2 separate regions of the Zea mays genome follow, and region 1 is linked to region 2. Evidence: chromatin contacts called from public Hi-C data. All regions are on one chromosome and are shown on one strand. Each heading gives the region's core, a stretch centred on a gene start, on an enhancer-like site or on the middle of the called end of the contact. The rest is flanking DNA. Distances are from core to core; before and after follow the strand shown. Region 1 has its middle 360 kb from the start of LOC109940412. Region 2 has its middle 190 kb from the start of LOC109940412.

What was found. Hi-C and Micro-C count contacts between places; a contact is called where the count stands out from the background.
Region 1: a contact with region 2 is called in a Hi-C map of tassel, with 2.6 times the contacts expected there. The contact joins two enhancer-like sites. A contact is called at or near these places in 2 of 25 Hi-C or Micro-C datasets (leaf and tassel).

Annotation. Positions count from the first base shown.
Region 1 is chr6:62,490,578-62,497,568 of Zm-B73-REFERENCE-NAM-5.0, forward strand. No RefSeq gene overlaps it. Among protein-coding and RNA genes, the nearest start is that of LOC109940412, 360 kb to the left of the region's middle. Within about 2 kb of position 4,909, at least 14 of the 20 cell types and tissues checked have an H3K27ac peak or open chromatin away from gene starts, as enhancers often do. A contact at or near this core is called in leaf and tassel, where this site is marked.
Region 2 is chr6:62,319,862-62,326,840 of Zm-B73-REFERENCE-NAM-5.0, forward strand. No RefSeq gene overlaps it. Among protein-coding and RNA genes, the nearest start is that of LOC109940412, 190 kb to the left of the region's middle. Within about 2 kb of position 3,035, at least 19 of the 20 cell types and tissues checked have an H3K27ac peak or open chromatin away from gene starts, as enhancers often do. A contact at or near this core is called in leaf and tassel, where this site is marked.

The DNA.
Region 1 (6,991 bases), core at 3,659-6,158, 170 kb after region 2:
CATGGTGATGAACTCGGTCTGATAAATCCCTTCCCTAGCAAGTCTTGTAATTGCGTCTTTAGTTCTGCCAATTCATTGGGAGGCTTACGGTACGATCTTCTAGAAATAGGAGCCGTAACATGTTTCAACTCAATCACAAACTCTACGTCCCTCTCAGGAGGTAATCCGGGCAAGTTTTCAGGGAATACATCCGAAAATTCACACACAACCAGGATGTCTTGTATCTCTTGCACTATGGCTTCAAAAGCTCGTCCGGTTGTCTTGACTGGGACATATACAGGGACAGATAACATGACTTCTTCTTGTCCATGGCTTAGCTGAACAGTCCTTTGATTGGCATTGATAATAGCCTTATTTTGGGCTAACCAATTCATACCCAGAATCACATCTACGTCTTTCCCTTTTATAACTATCATACTGGTGGGGAGGTCATATCCTGCTAACTTCACGGGTACGTGGAAGACTACTTCCTTAGTAAAAATTTGACCCCCATGTTGAATAATAAGACCTTTCTTTGATTCAAAACTATGTATGCAATGCTTCTCAACAAAATCCTTGCTCATGAAAGTATGCGATCCACCAGAATCAAAAAGAATGACGACAGGATGATTGGCAACGAAAAACGTACCCATCATCACAGGCTCTCCTTCTGGTGTGGTAGCCACTTAAGTATAGTAGACCCTTCTAGTTCTCCTTTCACCTTTGCTTGTCCGAGTGCTTGCCACATTTCCCTTGCCTTGAGATATGCTTCCAGAAGCCTTTTGGAAGTTTGATTTATTTTTCTTCGGATAGGAACAATCCTTGATGAAATGCCCAGACTTCCCACAGTTGAAGCAGCTATTAGATGAACTCGGTAGGGCTGGGAAATGAGTACCAGGGGCACTCGGCTGAATATTTTGAGTAGGGACAGTAGTTGGATGGATGAAGACCAGTTGCTTGAAAGGATAGGAGGATGGGCGAGGAAAAGAGCGATTTGGGTTAAAGGGACGGATCACTAGCCTTGACCGCTTTTCGGATCCTTGAGAGGACCCCTCACCACCTTCATGTCCAAACCTTTTTGTCTTTCCATGTCCCGAATTCTTTGCCTCCACCGAAAGTGCTAAGATCATGGCCCTGCTAAAAGTGAGATCTAGACAGGTGGCCATCTTCCGCTATAGTCGATCATTCAGACCTCTCATGAAACAATTCTTCTTTTTTAGGTCCGTGTCAACTTGCCCTAAGGCATACTGAGAGAAATGGTTGAACTTGGCAAGGTATTGCATCACCGAGTCTCCTCCTTCCTTCAAGTGAACAAACTCTTCCAGTTTCATCTATAGAACACCATCTGGGATATAATGCTCCCTAAACGCTTGCTTGAACTCTGCCCATGTAACAAGATGACCTTCAGGTTGAACAGCTACAAAGTTTGCCCACCAGGTACTGGTGGGACCTCTCAATTGCTTAGCAGCAAACAGGGGCTTCTGGGTCTCCATGCATCGAATCAATCCAAATTTTTGTTCCATTACACGAACCCATTCGTCCGCCTCCAAGGGTTCTTCTGCCTTAACAAAAATAGGTAGAGGAGTTTCCGAAAATTCCATATACATGGTGTCTCTAGGGCTTGGTGTTGGCCTCTGCCTCCCTGCTAATGAATTTGATTTCCAACCATTTCTCGAAGAAAGCGAGTATTATCAGTAGTGGCATTAATCAAAGCAGCAATGGCCTCTACCAGTATGGGAGGTACAGGCGATGGGATCGGAGTTTCCTCCCCACCATGAGAAGTTCTAGCCCCATCATGACCACGAGTTTTGGATGACATCTGAAGAAGAAAACATACTTGATTATCACACATCACAATTACACAGCCTCTGTTACATTATTCCAAGCTTGTTCTAATTATACATACTCAACTTATACAACTCACCTTTCCTTATTTAGATTACATCAGGAAATAACCTACTACTACACTAATGTAGTCCTCTACATCCTTGTCTGCTCCCTCTCCACTGCTAGCTTCGGGAGGGCGATCATCCGCGATGTTCATGGAAGGAGAGGCTCCAAAGAGATCCAACTCCCCATAAGGTCCTCTACCAGCTGCTCTTGCTGCACCAACTCCCATCACCGCAACCTCTGGTGGCACGTTCGGATGTAGCTAGTCGTATAGCATGTGCACTTCCTCGTGTAGAGCATTATTATACACTTGCAAATTTTCCAGGGCTACGCTTAGCTCTTCCACCCGGCCTCGGGTACTCGCCTCACAATCCTAGGCTATAGATCATGAATTTACAGCCCAGTCAATAGCTCTGTCCCGCTCCACAATCTCCCACTGCAAACGCTCAACCTCTACTGACAACTCAGCGATGCGGCGACTATCACGAGCACGCTCCCTGCCTCCATGGCACAGTTCCATCGTTAGATGTTCAACTCTGGCCTCCAGATCCCCTATGGGATCATTACTCCCGCTACTGCTCCCCTCATGCCGAGGAGCCAATTGGTGACAAAGTACTCCCTAAGGTCCAGCCACCTTCCGAAGGGTAGTCTTTATGTGTGCCATGTCTCTATAAGAGGGGGAGATTACTTTGTATGGTTTAAATATAATGCAAGCATGACCTATGATTATGGAACCAAGTACTGGTTGATCCCATACCTCCTATATATAACCTGTTATTTGGCACTCTTTCACCCGACTTCTTTAAAAATAAGTTGTTATAAGGAAGGATCAAGGTAAGAATGAAAGAATATTCAAAGGTAAGGATTTTAAAATCTTTTGAAGCACTAAGTAATATTCGAAGGAATGGGCTTCGCTCTGATACCAGCTGTCACGAAACCTCCCAAGATATTAGGCCCACCTACTAATGTCCTTGTCCTAAGGACCTTAGACAGTCATGTAGGTGCACTCAATGGCTCGGGAGGTCCGATTACCTGTATCACCATCACATCGCCCAAGAGCGCTTATCCCATAATGCAGACATCACACGCCATCGGAGTAAGCGGAAAGGATTACAATAACATAATTTACATTCATAAGTATAATATAGAAAGAGTTGATTATTACATAATCGGGTTCTGAGTGCTTAAACTTATTACATCATAAGAAGGCAAAACACCTTCCAAAGATAGTTCTTAGTTCTCCTCCTGCTTTGGAACAACCTTGAAGCAGAAACAACAAAACTCAGCAGTTTCATCACCTACAACAACATGGGTTTGAAAACCCTGAGTACGGAGTGTACTTTCGCAAGTCTTACCCGTCTAAGGAAAAGGACTCTCAAGGATATGCTGGCCTTTGGGAATCAAGGTAAAGGTTATTAAAATTCAAAGACTCTTTTTGTAGAAAAACTTATTATGAGTGGATCCTTAAGAATTCATTTTACTCATCAGGTTAAGTAATTACCTGCATCTAGACTCCTTTCTATTCTTAGGTCAAGAACTTGGCCTATACTAGCCATCTTTTATCATCCCTTGAGTTTACTTGTCACTACGTGTAGGTCAGTGACCAAGTCTTCATGTCCGAGAAGTAACGGTGATCTGAATCGATTAATACCCAGCTGGGGATCTCTAACCACACGACATATGTAGCACTTAACTGTTGCATATGTCAACTCGCAAATGGACTTCTCAAGACCAGAATGGGTTCACGCCAACCGAGAGCATAGATACTCCACCATCCAACCTCTTGCCATGGAGGGTACACGCTACTCTCACCATCTCTCAACTCCCATTGCGTGGTAGCCTCTCTGGTATTGGTTTGACCGAGGCAAAGCTTATCCATGACGAGGCATGTGGCCAGTTAAAAGGTCCTCGATCATCAAGCCTACATTGTCTCGGTCCTTAAACGACTCAGATGGAGACACTACACCAAGACTTCCTTCTCATGCAAGTCACCCGCTCGGTCTCGTCTTCATCATTTACACCAAAATTTGGTACCTGACAGAGGTATGCTTTTCAGACGTTGAACCCATCACGGTCATGATGGATTCACCATCTTAAGTCTTTTCTTTATAAAAATTCTCATCTATTGTGAAGCATCACCTTTCGTTTTAAAACAAAACATTTTGTTTTCAACAGCAAGGCTAAGCATCATGAAAATCCTTTTCATAAAGAGGTATCAAGGAATGATAATCAATTCTTCCAAGGAAGGAAATGCATCAATTGTTTAGCACACAACTCCTATCACCTAATGCATCATATAAGGTGATAAAGATTTTAAAACATCAAGGAAAGGGCTAAAATGCACCGGGGCTTGCCTTGTGTCGTAGGAGTTTCTGATTCCACACCATAGATGTCGAAGTAAAAATTGTTCTCCACTGGAGGATTCACGGTCTAGGAGACAACTTCCTCCTCTACTACAAATTCTTCCTCGTGTTCTAGACATGATAATACATGTACATGAATGCTCATGCTATGTCATGAAAAGCAATCATACAATAGAAATATAGTATATTGTGTCTTGAATACAACTTTCCTTCACGGAATAGTCAATCTCTAAGATTTCCTAGTTAAGTGTTCCTTTAGGATTAGTATTAAATAATTAATCCTGTGAAGCTAGTTATTGGGTTTTCTGGTCAAACAGTGTCCAAACCATTTCAAACTTCACTCAAGGTCTGTGACCATCATATTAAGCCTACCCAAAAAGTTTTATGATTTTTGGAATTACTAAACTATTTCTAAAATTCTAAAAGTCTTTATTCAAGCACCTTTAAATGCTACATAATTCTGGGTTTGGAATAAAAAACTTGGAATTATTTTTATTAAATACTACATGGTTTTAGGAATTTAACAAAACGGGTCTCATAATTTTACCAATTTCCTACTATTTTCTATACATTTCCCAAATTAGGAGTAAAAAGAAAAGAATTAACTATGAATAGTATCTGGCTGAATTCAGGTGAGTCGACCCAAACCCATACTGAAACCAAGAGCGTCCGCGCCCGCGCATGCTGATTTGCACCGAGGTCCCTGGCATTTCGAACATCTAGTAAAGAGTCCCTGAGTACTATTCATGTGTTTCACTGACAATTGCACATAGGCCCCCTCATTTCTATTTCTTCACAACACTAGGTCCTCGACCGCGCACCAATCGAATACCTGGCCAGAGGCACGAATACTCGTCGGCGGTGACCTGTTCTAGTGATGTTGAGTACACGGGCGCCATTACTGATGCTAGCCAAACACATGCATAGGCTTAATTCCACCAGTTCGCCATTAAATCATATATGTCCGCGACAACAGCGGAGCAAGATCACCGGTGTGCCCGTTCCTATTTACACGAGTCAGTCGCATTCAATCCAACTCGAAATGCATAAGTGACCTACTAGGACTATGATGTTTGTGCAAATTTGTACAAAGGGGACCCAGAACGACCGGTCGACATGAACTATGTCCACAGCGGCGTTCTCGGGCGACAACGAGACGTTCCATAAGCTGCGGCGTAGTAGCTTTCAATTGGCCGAGACTGGGAACTTCAATAGCAGTAACGAATGCTAAAACATGAACCCGGGAGGCATGAACTAACCTGAGAATGGCTGGCCATGGTGAGATGCCTCACGGCGGCGAAAGTAACTGATTTGGGGGAAATCCCAAATTCTTGGGCTACGGTGGATGAATTGAGGTGAGAAGTGGTGCTCTAAGAGCATAACAAGAGGGCGAAACAGGGAGGGCACTCAATTTATAGAGGTCGGCTATGGGTGCTCCGAATTTTTGATGGAGATGGACTTACGACGGTGAAGAGGTGAGTCACCGGAGCCGTCTACCGTGGTGCTCAATGGGGTAAGGTCTCGGGGTAGTAAATGGGTTGTCCACTATGACTATTGCGATGTGGTAACGCCCTCAAGCACGTGGCATCATCGCAAGGAGCGGCGAACGCCGATGATGGCATTTCAACCGATCGTGAAGCAAGTGGGTACAGCGTCCAGCGTACGAACTCATCCACAGCCACGATATTTTGACCCCTCTGTAATATCCATGTCAAGCCTTGCAAGAATCTTCACGACGAGCTCGAATCATTGTACCCGATCACTAGCGGCGAGGTGCACTGCATGTTTGATCTTTGCAGTGACTGTACCATGCCAACTCCATTTAGTGACCTGACAGAGCAAGTTGAGGGGCCTTTTTCTTTAATTTTCCTGTGATGAACTACTAACCCAATTACATCAAAGTTATTCTCCTATAGACCAGCTTCAACTTTGTCATAGTGATCTTGGTCATTTACTCACTGGATCATGCACCCCTTGGCTCCAAAGTCGATCAATTACAACTGATAGTCTGATTTCATACTACTGCTTGACTGACAGCCGACTTCTAGGGCATTTTACTCCAATTTCTGCACCATTCTTGGGCTAAGTCACTTAATCAAACTTAGACTACTATAGTAGCTCTACAACTTTGCTGACCACTTGTAACACCCCGGGATCCACAAACACCCCAGAATGCTACTAAACTACACATCTAACATTCGTATATAAAATTTCGACAGCATCTCCTTTAAAAATTGCATAAAAGGGGAATCAACAAAGTATAAATAGATATCATGATAAGAAAACATAATAGACATTAATAGTCTGCTAGCAATGGGAAAACAACCATAACGGCATGAGCTAAATTAACCAGTGCGCATAACTAGTTAGAAACAAATTTCCTTTGACAAGAAGCTTCTAATTAAATCATGACTGCACCTAAGCAGCGTTATTATAAGAGTGAAAGTGGATGTGCTGCTACTTCCCACTTCCTAGATGAGCAACAAGCACCTGCATTGAGTAATGCAAGAGTGAGATGAAACATCTCAGCAAGCGAATTATTTTGATGAGATATTTAAACCACAAATTGAATTCATCAACATTTTAAAAGAGTCACAATTAAAATCAGAAATACTTGTAGATATAGAACTTAGTAGTCCCACTATAACCAATACCATCTCATTTCCTCGAACAACCACAATAGGTTCTATAACACTTCCTTGCGTCAACAATACCTGCAAATATCACTTCAATGTATGCATAGGAATGCAATGTGTAGG
Region 2 (6,979 bases), core at 1,785-4,284:
TTTTAGGTGAAGAAGCAGCAAACTTTTGTTGCTTCTGTTCCAAGGTGGTGCCCAAAGAAGAAAATCAAGACTGAAGCCGCAGGAGGAAGTGTCCTCCTTTAAGAAAAACTTTTTACTATTTATCGGCATGGGTTTTTGCCTCCCAGGTTATGTAATAATATTACTCAGCACTCTTATATTTCGCTCTGGTCTATAATAATACAACTCTTTCTTACTTTAATATAAAGTAAGTTATTGTAACTGCTTCCGTGTTTTTGTACCTCCGATGTATTGTAATGTCTGCGTGACGGGTGAAACGCTCTTGGGCAAGGTAAGGAATATAGATACCGAACTTGTCAAGTGATCAGGGGCACCTGCAGGGTTGTCTGAGGTCTGTTAGACAAGGACAACTATAGGTGGGCCTAATTACTTGGGAGGTTCTGTCACATTACTCTTACTACTCTGACTCTTTCTAAACTTTTCTTAATATTTTCTCATCTATTGTTGCTTTATTCTGATTATTCTTACCTTTTCTCTTCTATAGACAAAAGTGGATTTCACACAATGAAATCATGTACCTAAAGTGACCTTTAGGAATAGGAGACCTAATCTTAGGAACAAAAACAAAACTATTTTTGTAAGTATTTATGCACTTGAATGTTTGTTCTTATGATAACTGTTCGATTTGGTTCTTCGATTGAGTGTGATGAGTTGTAGAGTAATATCCACAATTGCATCTGCATATACATATAGGCATAAAAATGTGTTTATAAGATAACTAGCCAACCTAGATTACCCCCACTAAAATGTATCTAGTATCACATATCTATCTTACCTTAGTAGATTCTATCTAAGCCTTGAAGATTCATCTTATAATCATAGTTATCCCGACATAGACACAAAACAAAAGATCAAAGCTCTGCCTAAGATCCTTCAGCTTATGACCAGCTACTAGGCTATCTATTCTGCCTACTAAATTATTCCCCTTGCAAAATTGTCTTACCATATGTCTCTAGCCTAGATGGTTAATACTAGGAGGGGAGGAGGTGTGGATCTACCCACACTAATTCGTCGAAGAAGGGCTATAGCTAATCTGGAACAAGAAATGAATCCTCCTCCGAATCCCCGCCTGCTGATGATGTGGCTGCTGCTCAAATGCGACTACTACAACAAATGGCCTACACGATGACAGGAATGCAAGCACAGATCCGTCAAGAACATCAAGAAATGTGTCAAGAACATCAAGAAATGCGTTAATAACGATAGGAACGATAGGAACGACAACAACTACCACCTCCAACACTACTAGCTTCGCCCAGGGATAAGCACTAGGAGTTTTTGAGTCACAAGCCACCTACATTCTCTAACTCCTCAGATCCACTACAGGCTGACGACTGGTCAAAGTCTGTGGAAAAGATGCTCAATATTTCTCAGTGCATTGATAGGGAGAAAGTGATATATGCATCGAGTCGCCTCACTGGCCCCGCTACGGATTGGTGGGATGCATACTGCACAACACATGCTGCGACTGACACCATCTCTTGGGCAGAATTCTCCACTAACTTCAGGAATTACACATTCCTGCTAGTCTCATGAAGATCAAGAAGAAGGAGTTCCTATCTCTCAAACAGGGAGGCATGTTAGTAAGTGAATACATAGACAGATTCATCCAACTATCTCGATATGCTCCTGGGGAATTTGATAATGATGAGAAAAAGCAGGAACTATTTCTGTAAGGATTGATCGGGCCACTTCAATACCAACTGATGTCCCACACATTCCCATCCTTTTAGAGACTTCTAGACAAGGCTATAGCTCTGGAGCACAAACGAGTTGAGCTAGGAGAAAAGAGAAGGGCTACTAACCAGGGATAGGCTGGAAGTAGTACCCGTCCCCGTTATACTGCACCTCAAGGCACACCCTCTCGTGGCAATTCCAGGCAACAGACTTAACAGACCCAACCTGCTCCGCCCCAAGCAAGCACTCCAGCGGGACCTATTTCTCCTAATGCATCCACAAACAGGTCATGCTTCAAATGTGGACAGGCTGGTTATTATGCCAACTACTATCCCAATAGGGTTGCTTATACCACTCCAGCTCCAATGAAGGAGGGTTAGGTCTCTGGATGTAAGATTCAGGGCTTATCCGTCAATCGGGGGTAGGTCAACCATGTGGAAGTAGAAGATGAACTTGGTGAACCCAAAGACCTGGAAGAAGTGTCGGTTGAAGGTGAAGAAGCAACTGAAGGAGGAAGTGAGCAATAAGATTAGAGTATATATTTTTGGGGAATAGTATTTGTAAGACCTAAATAATACCTTAGGTAGTAGCTAGTTCTTTATTATTTTAAGAATAGCAATAAGGTCTGTTGAACCTATATTTTAATAACAAGTTATGCACCATGGTGATATTCTTGATTGTGCAAATGTTTCTAGACAAGATTTAGATACATCCCTTTACTTACTAATCTCGAGGATGAGATTATTTTTAAGGGGTAGAATTTGTAACACCCAAATTCTACTTTATAATTTATAACATAAATAAATAAATAAATGTCCCAAAATGAATATATTTGCTAAATAAAATAAAAGATACTTAGATAAACTAAAATTATCCTTGGATTGGATTATATATAGAAGAATTATGATTAAATTTTTTACCTACAATAGAGATTATACTTCCCTAAAATTAATAAGGTTTGAACTATTCTCTATTATATGATTGGAAACATGTATAAAGGAACTGAAATAAAAACAAATATATAAATTACAATTTTTGCATTCATTCTGGTATCTTGAGTTGAGCATTTTTTAAGTAGAACTCTAAATCCAAATTTGAATTTAAATTTGAAATGGGTTTAAATGGGAAAGAAAGAAAAACAAAAGGAAATAGAAACATAAAGAGAAAAACAGAAAAGAAAAGGGCCTGAATGGGCCGCTCGTTCGGATTTCGGCCCATTAAGCCTTTCTAGCTTGTGCATCGCGAGCCCAGGCTCGACCGCATGGGGGGAGTGCGCCAGCATGTGGGTCCCGCTTCACAGCCATGGCGCGCTCATGGCACTACCCGGTAGGGCCCACTGGTCAAACTCACAGGGCGCGCACTCGACTTCGCTGACTGAGATGTGGTCCCGTGTTGTCATCCTTTTCCTCCCCTCCTCATACCGAATACCAAATCTGATGCTGCCGCGCCCGGAACTGGTTGTTGAGATTTTTCCCCTTCTTTACCGGCCTGTGGATATATATGCGAGCTGTGGGAACCCCCTTCCTCCTCTCCCCATCGACCGATAGAACTCCAATCACTCTACCGCGAAACTCCATCGCCGTTGTGGGGTTGGTCAACGAAAGCGAAGTGGTCGCTATGCTCGGGCTGACCCTCGCCATTGCTCTCGAGGGTTGGCTGGTGGGCATCGCTGTGGTGTGCTGCGCCTGGGTGGCTGGTGACTCATCGTCCCGTAGCATCACCCACTGAGGCCTGGTTTGAGTTTCGCCGCCGTTTGCCATGGCCCGAGCTCGCTGCATCGCTATTGCAGGTAAGACGGTGGCCCTAATGTTCGCCATGTTTGTAGAGTCGTGTAGGAGGCCTTGAGTGAGAGTTTCGTATGCGAGGTTGGTAGATGCTTGCGTCGGCCATTGCCCCGCTGTGGGAAGCTACAAGAGCATGTTTGGTTCAGCTTTTTTCTGACTAGCTTTTATGAGAATCTGGCTGTGGGGAGAATCTGACTGTGTAGAGAATATAAGTATCATTAGAATTACGTACGGAGGAAGATAAAAGAGTCCATAGGACTCAGGATATAGAAAATGACGAATTCCTACTATTGCAACGACTCAACCGATTATATGTTTATGTTGATTTTGAATGGTTTTTACCCAAACGAATTTTATAGAAGCTGACTGAAAAGCTGAGCGTTTGGCAGTCCGCAGCAGCTTTTGGTGGCCAGAAGCTCTAAAAAGCTGAAACAAACGGGGACAACGCCGCTAACCGGAGAGCGAGGAATGGGATGGGAGATGACTCGGGTTGCTCTAGCCGTTTGATGTAGGGATGAAAACGGGACGGATAGAACCGCATACAGGGTAATTCTGTATTCTACCCTAATGTATTTCTCTCGGATACGGGACCGGATACGGATAATTAAGATTAGGGACGGATACAGGACGGGACCGGGTAATAACCCGGACGGGTAAGAAACGGATAACAGATACTACTCGGGTAGGTACCGGATAATTGTCGGGTAATTCATCCGATGATATTAATTGTTCAACCATTCATAAGTTAAGCAATACATAATTATGTATATGATAGATCAGATGTAAGAAAGGAAACCGGTAAAATTGACATCTTGCAGTTCAAAGTTGTTTATCACAAGGACATTGTAGAACCAACACCGCAATATTTAAAATTCATAAAATATTCTAGTTTCACTCAATAATTGTAAATAAGTTACAAAAACTAATAAACATTTTATATGAAGATAACTCAAGTTCTCGTATGAAAATGATAAAGTTAAGTACTGATTATGTTGAAACTTGGATATTTACACTGATTTCACATGTAACTCATACAAATAAGTGAAAGTGAAAGGAAAGAAACATGGGCATCTTATAGATCTTATGATCCAAATATTTTTTATGGTTACATATGGACATATGTTGTATCCGTAAAATTTCACGATTTTTTGAGGATATTTATGTGTTATTAATTTCTTGTCATAGAAAATCATCAAAATACAATTAAATCATTAAAATATTGTAGTATCGACCGAAAAATACAAATAAGTTACCAATACTAATAAATAGTATATAAAAAGATAACCTTAAGTTCCCACGTGGAGATAACCTTAAGCACCCACATAAAAATGATAAAGTCTATTAATTTAATATAAATTTGGACATTATTTCAATGATTTTGGTCTAAAAGATATGTTCAAACAAAAAATTGATGTATTACAAAGTCATAGATCTCTTCAAGCTCTACAATTTTCATATAAACTTTATCTTCATCCGATTTCATATGTAAAATTTATGATTTTATAACTATATTACGCAGAAAAAGAAAAAACGGGTACCCGAATTCCTGGTACCCGTATCCGACCCGGGATTTTCGGGTATTGACCGGGTATTAGTGATTTCGTATCCTACCCTTATCCGAGGTTCAATATCTGGGTAATACCCGTATCCGTCCCGACAAAAAAAATACCCGTATCCGTATCCGAAATTACGTCTCGTTTTGGTACCCGTATCCGATACCCGTTTCGGGTACCCGTCCCGTTTTCATCCCTAGTTTGATGGGCATGGACAGTGCAGATTAAAACCAGCATACCGCTTTGAGCCAACCTGATCTGAACCGTGGATCTATTGATGTGTGGCTCGGGTTGGTTCCCTTCGCGCTTACAATCTGGTTCGTAAGATCTTAATCCAACGGCTGTAAGCGTACTGGTTCAAGATTGGATCCGGGCCATCAAATCTGAATGGGGTGGATAGAAATCAATCCGGGTCTTTAAAACTGGATCGTTGGTTCTCGATCCGAGGGCAGGCAATGTGTACCGCTTCAATTTAAGCAAGATCAAATCTCGGCCAGAAAAATCAGATCTAACGACCAGGGTTCCTAGATACCCCTTCGACCTGTTATTTATTTTCGGTAAAGAGACCCCGAGTTTTATCTATTTAACCCTCATTCTGGCCTTAGCCAAAACTAATTGCATACAGGTCCTAAACTTTTATAAGAAACACACTGAGCTTTTAGATAATACGACCCCCAGTCCGAAGAAAGCCCCAGATCTAATTAAATAAATTAGAAAAATAATTTTTAGTATTGGAATAAAATTCTAAAACTTAGTAAATCCATATCTCTTTTATTTTAACTCCTTTTTGATCCATTCCAGTTGCATTGAATTCATATTAATTATGTTTAGCATCTAGTAACCTTATATTACTATGAAACTTATGGTTAAATTCATGTACTCAACTGGTCTTATATTAAAAACCTTTAGAAAATCATAACTCTTAAACCGTAACTCCGAATTTAGTGGTAATCGAAACTACGATCCCGTTACGATGCATAGATCATTATTATGCAATATGTTCTCATGTTTGGTGTGATGTTAATTTTTTATTGTACTATGTCTATTGTATTGCTACGTGTAGCAGCGAGGTTACGAGTCACTTGAAGACCAAGTTGGTGAAGTACCTGGGATCTCGAGTCTAAGGCAAGCTGTGCCCTTCATCACTCTTCTTTACCTAATAATGTTCCTGCTAACCATTGTGAAATGCTCAGGTTAATTTGATGGGACCCAATAGGTTTCCCTAGCATTGTTTATCCCACACCTTGCAAACAAAAGAACAATTGGGTAGATTTGCTATTGCTATACCTAGTTTTAGGAAATTAATGCTATATTATGATCATGTTCCAATTTTGGTATTGTTTTAATTATTGTTCATGATAAGATCATTATGTTAATTGGAATATGGAGCAACCACTCGAGAAAAAAGTGCTACCACAAGGGTGGAATGGGACGCCCTTGGCCAAGTAATTAGGAAAGAAAGGGAGAGATTACCTTACCCAAAATTTGGGCAAGCGGGGAGGCATCGCTGCAAAGTATAGAGAGTTTCTCGGGTCGAACTGCCACGATGGCATTTCGGATGAGGGATTCTTATGCTTCCTTCTTTCTAAAACCGTAGTGGGTTTTCTCGAACTAGTGGAACTTTGGAAAGGCCTCGTAGTGCTACCCTGCCTCGGTAGAGGTGTATGGGGTCCGTACAACCCCATGGCAAATGGGTAACACGACTTGTGGGTAAAGATGTGCAACCTCTGCAGAGTGTAAAACTGATATATCAGTCGTGCTCACGGTCATGAGCAGTTCAGACCCTCACATGATTAATTTATGGAATTAAATTTAATTTGTCATTAGCATTGCATTGTGGGTGTTATTATTAATTGTGATCTCTTATTTATTTGGGTTGGTATCTACTTATACTTAGTAACTGCTAATAAAACTTTGACCAACTTT